Linked DNA regions of Mus musculus: region 2 is linked to region 1. A link is a contact called in public HiChIP or PLAC-seq data. All regions are on one chromosome and are shown on one strand. Each heading gives the region's core, a stretch centred on a gene start, on an enhancer-like site or on the middle of the called end of the contact. The rest is flanking DNA. Distances are from core to core; before and after follow the strand shown.

Region 1 (2,749 bases), core at 97-2,596:
CTTTACAGGTGATCAAGCGAGGAACTTTTTTTTCCAATCTGGGTTACCTCAGCCTGTCTTAGCACAAATATGGTAAGTTGGAATTTTACATAAGCAGACTATAAAGCAAAGCCCTGTTCTGTTCTATTTATTTGGAAGTTTGGTTTCTTCGGTAGAAAGAGAGCATGCAGGTCTAGCCTAGGGCAAACATTAAGTGGCAGTGCAGAAGTTAAATTGTAACTGAAATATCTGAATTTGAGGAGTTTCCTACTAATTTGTTTTGGCTTCATGTGTATCATTCAGTTAATTTGAATGTCCCCGTTTCTTCTCTCTAATGGAACTATTCCTTATCTTTCATTGTGTGAGAATTGGTACAGTGTGTACTTGATCAATGCTGTGTTGACTGTTGTCACAAATAGGAGTTTGGCCACAATCTCGAGTAAAACAGGCTGTCAGATACGGTTTTGGGTTTTAGGTTCCCAACTTTGGGAGGCAGTGCTGAATTCTACTGATCTGAAAGAAGTCACATTTTTCTCTGTGTTGCTTCCACCAGGACTGTGTGACTCCATCTCCTGGGTGAGTGGGTGTTATGGAGGCTGCTAGCAGTAAATAAAAGCACGGAATGTGTAGTCCTGGCCAAAGCACTTCCTGTCTGTGTGACTGGGAACCAAAGCACTTCCTGTCTGTGTGACAGGGAACATATATTTGCACTTTTTTGATTTCGGTATTTAATCATAATAATTGGCATTTGTGGGTTTTGTTTTTGTTTGTTTGTTTTTGAGTTTTTCGAGACAGGTTTCTCTGTGTAGCCCTGGCTGTCCTGGAACTCACTTTGTAGACCATGCTGGCCTCGAACTCAGAAATCCACCTGCCTCTGCCTCCCAAGTACTGGAACTAAAAGCATGCACCACCACGTCCGGCTGGGTGTTTTTGTTTTTTAAATAAAATTGAGTGGATTAGCAAACAAATTATACATGAAGGACATAGGTGTGGGTTGACACTTATTCAATAAGCCAGCAAACAAACCCCAGGAAGGTAGGGCTTAGCATCAGAGATGGCCCTTCCACATGACTAGGCTTTCCAGCTGAGTACTTGTCCCCTGAGTGACCAACACACGGACACCGGAAAGGCTGACATACCACCTGTGGCTTTCCGACTCCAGACCTCAGCATGCACAGTTCCTAAGTGCCAACATTACATAAAATCATGTTCTGGAAAAGTAAAGCTTACACTGGAAACAGCACGCTCGTGCACATGATACACATGTGTGCACACATACACACACGCACACTGTTGTGACACATACTCAGAATAACGTCCGAGTCCCATGCTGGACTGGGCTGTCTGCCATCTTTCTGTCTGTCAGGCCTTTTGCCAGCCAGTCTTTGTCTTCCTTCCACAAGTGAGCTCGCTTCTGTGACACTGTTGCAGTTGTAACTGCTGGTCGATTAGAGAGAGAGGAAGCCCATGAGCAGGGAGTTCACGACAAGCAGGTGCTGGGGCTGTGCCAGCTCAGGTGTGTGTCTGAATCAAGGCCCTTGTGTGAACCCGATTGCTTCGTAGCAGGCTTCTCTTGGGCTACAGCCTGGTGTGTTGTGCTCTTTCTCTGCAGTAAGGCTGTTTCTAGAGCCTGCCTTCCAGAGTCCACTGACTTTTGCTTAGCCGATGATACAACCAAGTTCCGAGGTCTCATTTGTGAAGAATTTTAGCACTAGGCATGCTAGCGCTGGGCTGTAGTTCTGACACTTGGGAGACAGATCAGGGGTCCTGAGGTAGAGGCCATGTGAGCTACAGCTGTGACCCTATCCCAAGGGAAGAAAACACAAAATACCAGAAAACGTTGTTGCTGGGGATTGGATGCATGCTGCACACATAAGTACTCACATGTGCCCCTCGTACCCATCCCACACCTTTCAAATTTTTATTTCGATGCAGAGTCCTGCTTACATCACCTACAATTTCCTTGAATTTTAGTCTTTCTTCCTCAGCCTCCAAAGTAGCAGAGGTTATAGGGCTTGCTCTGTCTGCTCTGTTCTCTTCCTCTCAACACCAGTGTGAAGAGGAAATAATTCTAAGCATTTCAGTTGCCTTCCCGCTCCTTTCTGAGAGGGATTTCTAGGAGCTGTGTCATTTGGCCATTGTTATAGGCTGGCATTAAACACTCTGACCTGACTCCTTCAGAGAACTGAGCTTTCCGTAGTCACAGTCTTCACTGGAAATCCGGTCGGGGCACAAGCAGTCCTTAAACACCAATAGTTATAGATCAAGAGTCCTGAAGCCAGTTACCTGGAATGCCCTTTTCTGCTCATCTCTGTATATCCAGAGCTAAAATGAGCTCTGCAGCCAAGAACAGGCAGGAAAGAGTGGGACAGGACAGTTAGCTGCTGCAGAAGCAGAACTCTGTCCCTCCTCAGCCCCCTGCCACAGGGGTGGCCTGTGTCAGAGCCCATCCGAATCCTCTCTGTAATGACAAGCACACTCTGGCCTGGGGACAGGACTGTGAGACTGGGAAGCTGCCCTTCATTGTAGCTTTAAAATTTCGGCTTGAGAAGCTGAACTCCTGGCCATGTTACTCAGTAAAGGTACTGGAGCTGGGTCTTGGAGGCAGCTTACACAGTAGCCCGAGGTCTTACCACCAGCTCTCCTGGTCATGAAATCTCAAACTGCTTTTCAGAGATGATCTGAATTTCAGTTCCTAGCACCCATGTTGATTGTTCTCAACAGCCTATAGTTCTAGCTCCAAGGGATCTGACACCTCTGGCCTCCAAGG
Region 2 (2,749 bases), core at 99-2,598, 78 kb after region 1:
TTTTCAGTTGCTGTGTGTACCGAAATCACATCACTCATTCACGGTTCTGACACCTCCTTTAGTTCTCACTTCCAGACACAAAGATGCTGCAGAAGAGAGTCTGTGTATCATCATGGTAGCAAGTTAGGCTGGCCGTGGGATATATCTAAGGGGAGTTTTATGTAAGGACAAGAACAAGTGTATGGTGTTGCGTGGCTCCCTAGAAATGCTTGTTATTTGCAAGGATACAGTGATAACAGAGTTGAGAACTAGGGTACCACCTCATCAGGTGATTAAAATGACCATCACCCGTGGAGGCAAATGGATGCTACTTAGTAAAGGCACAGCATCCACGCTTTGTCAACAGACTGGGACCCATGATTAGGGGGCTGGAGAGATAGCTCATTAATTAAGACCTGAGGTAGGCTTTCAGTGCCCATATCAGGCAGCTTACACCAGCTGTAACTTCAGCTCTGGGGGATCTGGTGACCTCTCTTGACCTCTGTGCACCCACATACATATTCTATACACGTAAATAGTAAGACAGACATATATATTTTTTAAAGAACTGTGACGTAAGAGCCTGGTGATCAAGTGTTTCAGGAACAAATGATGGGGGGAGGAAGTGGTGGGGGTTAGGAAGGGCAGTCAAGAGCACATAGATGGCGGCTGGACTGGGTGTTAGCAGTCGGTGGACCCATGTGAAGAACGTGTGCGTGTTCTGGGCACTGTTCCCGTTAGTGCTACTTTTCAGTAAGTTTCTTTTTGTTTTTTGGAAACTGGTTCTATAGTGACTACAGTTGACTCTGTAGCAGGGCTCTGCCTCTTAGGAGTTACTGCTCACTGATGTTACTTGAGAAGATGAGACCTGAACTTCTTCATGTTCTGGAACCTTCAGGGATCCTAGAACCAGCCATACACACAGATACACACGTAGGAGCATAAGAGACTGGCCTGCTGGCTCTCGAGCAAGAAGTGCCTCCTTTCTCCCCTCCACCTTCCTCTTAATGTAGTGAGCCCCAGTTTGGGACTGCAGACTCCACTGGCCAGCTTCATTCATGGCCCTCCCTTTCTTCATGAAGGAGAGTGTGGGCTGTGGCTCACCACATAGACGTTTCTTAGGGGCCTGCCAGAGGGCTACATTTCCCACCAGCTGTCTGCTTTTATATACAAGAGAAGCATACAATGTTCCTCCTTTAGACCCAAGTGCTGGGGCCTGCTGCTGCATACCACAGGGGGTCCCCAAGTGTGGACTAATAACTCATAGCAGCCCTTTGTCAGAACACAGTGACCCTAGAGAGTGAGCCCATGATAACTGCTGTCATGTGCCTGTGGCCTGCCTATCACATTAGCTACTGAGGCTCTGAGAGGGGTGGTGTGAGAGACAGATAAGTCTAAGACAGAGGGTGGGTGTGACCATGGAGTGGCGAGAACAGGGTGGTTAGAGCTGAGACTCCTCAGGCAGGAAGAATTGCTGACTGCGGCTCCCTGCTGCACAAAGTTCCCTGCTCCCGGCTGTGTAAGGCCTATGCCGAGTGAGGAAGGAGGACCCATGCTGGACACATGAGGACAGACGTGCTCTTGGCCCAAACGAGAGCCGCAGCATGCAGTGTAACTGACGGTCAGCTTAGGCAGGGAGCAGAGCTGTCTGGGGCAGGAGAGCCCGTCCAGAGGTGCTGGCCAGGAGCAGTGGCTTGTTGAGGAATCCAGTCCTAAGTCCCCGAAATGCATTCTACTCTGTATGTGAGAGTACTGGGAACCTATAGTGTTTCTTTATTTTTCTTTTCTTTTCTTTTTTTTTTTTTTTCTTTTTTTAAGACATAGCCTTGACTGGCCTGGTCCTCACTGTGTAGGCTGGGCTGGCCTCAAAGTCACAAACATCTGAGATTAAAGGCCTTCCTTTGAGGGTCTTACTATGTCATCCAGGGGGGAACTCTCACTGGAAATCCTCCAGCCTCGAGTGGTAGGGTTGCAGACTTGTGTCGCCAGTCCTGGCTTCTGCCCTGCTTTGGAACGTGGCCATGATGGATATGGAGACAGCTACTCAGTCCAGCCAGCCATCTGTGCAGCTGTGCCCTGGTGCTCATCCCCTGGTCCATGTGTCCCTCTGCTGTCCAGAGTATTCTCAAGACTCCCATTGTCTTTCTTTGTCATGCCTGTGAGGTTTCCCCCCAACCATATCTCTTCCTGCCTTTGCAGCAACATGTCTCGTCCAGCCTCACTTGGCTGTTTGTCTGAGACAACCAATCTCCTGGGCCTTGGGCCTTAGCGCCATGGGCCATGACACTCCTTCCCACTGACCTCCAGTTCCTCAGGGGTTAGCCACATCTCACTTCTCCCAAAGGCCTGTGGGGCCCTTGCAGCCTGTAGCTCTGCACTTTCCTCTGAACTCAGGGTTGGCCTCATGTTCACACCATGAGCTGCTTCCTAGTCAGTGCTGATGGTGTGGCTCAGACTCTCCATGAATGTTTGTTTCTACATTACGTGATTGGCCCCGATCCTTAAAGAAGCATGTATGTTAGCCCCTGCTCTCCTGATACATTACCTGAGAGCAGTGTGGAATGTCTCTAGACCTCACACATGCCCAGCATTGTCCTGTATGGAGAGTCTCAGCATGGGAGCACAGTGGAGAATAGCGAGGAGGTCTGTGATCTGCCCTTGTAAAGCAGCAGAGGTGAGGGAGAAGCGCTGCTGGGAGCCACGTGGCAGGGCACCAGCAAAGGCAGTAGTTACTGGCAGATTCACAGAGCAGTGGCTGGCAGTGCCTGAG

What was found. HiChIP or PLAC-seq counts read pairs in DNA pulled down with a chosen protein or histone mark.
Region 2: an H3K27ac HiChIP or PLAC-seq map of heart atrium shows a contact between it and region 1, with 5 read pairs. The contact joins two enhancer-like sites. A contact is called at or near these places in 12 of 484 Hi-C or Micro-C datasets (LSK cells, Th1 cells, bone marrow-derived macrophages and 9 more), 5 of 115 datasets of contacts at active chromatin or transcription factors (bone marrow-derived macrophages, embryonic stem cells, heart atrium and 2 more) and 4 of 9 other capture datasets (adipose tissue, embryonic stem cells, liver and 1 more).

What each region holds. Positions count from the first base shown.
Region 1 is chr16:91,785,280-91,788,028 of GRCm38.p6, forward strand. Itsn1 (intersectin 1 (SH3 domain protein 1A)) reads left to right here. Exons shown (of 39, transcript NM_010587.2): 4 at 9-72. Among named protein-coding and RNA genes, the nearest start is that of Itsn1, 57 kb to the left of the region's middle. Within about 2 kb of position 1,347, at least 22 of the 459 cell types and tissues checked have an H3K27ac peak or open chromatin away from gene starts, as enhancers often do. A contact at or near this core is called in heart atrium, where this site is marked.
Region 2 is chr16:91,863,738-91,866,486 of GRCm38.p6, forward strand. All of the region lies in intron 26 of Itsn1 (intersectin 1 (SH3 domain protein 1A)), which reads left to right. Among named protein-coding and RNA genes, the nearest start is that of Gm52262, 39 kb to the right of the region's middle. Within about 2 kb of position 1,349, at least 74 of the 459 cell types and tissues checked have an H3K27ac peak or open chromatin away from gene starts, as enhancers often do. A contact at or near this core is called in heart atrium, where this site is marked.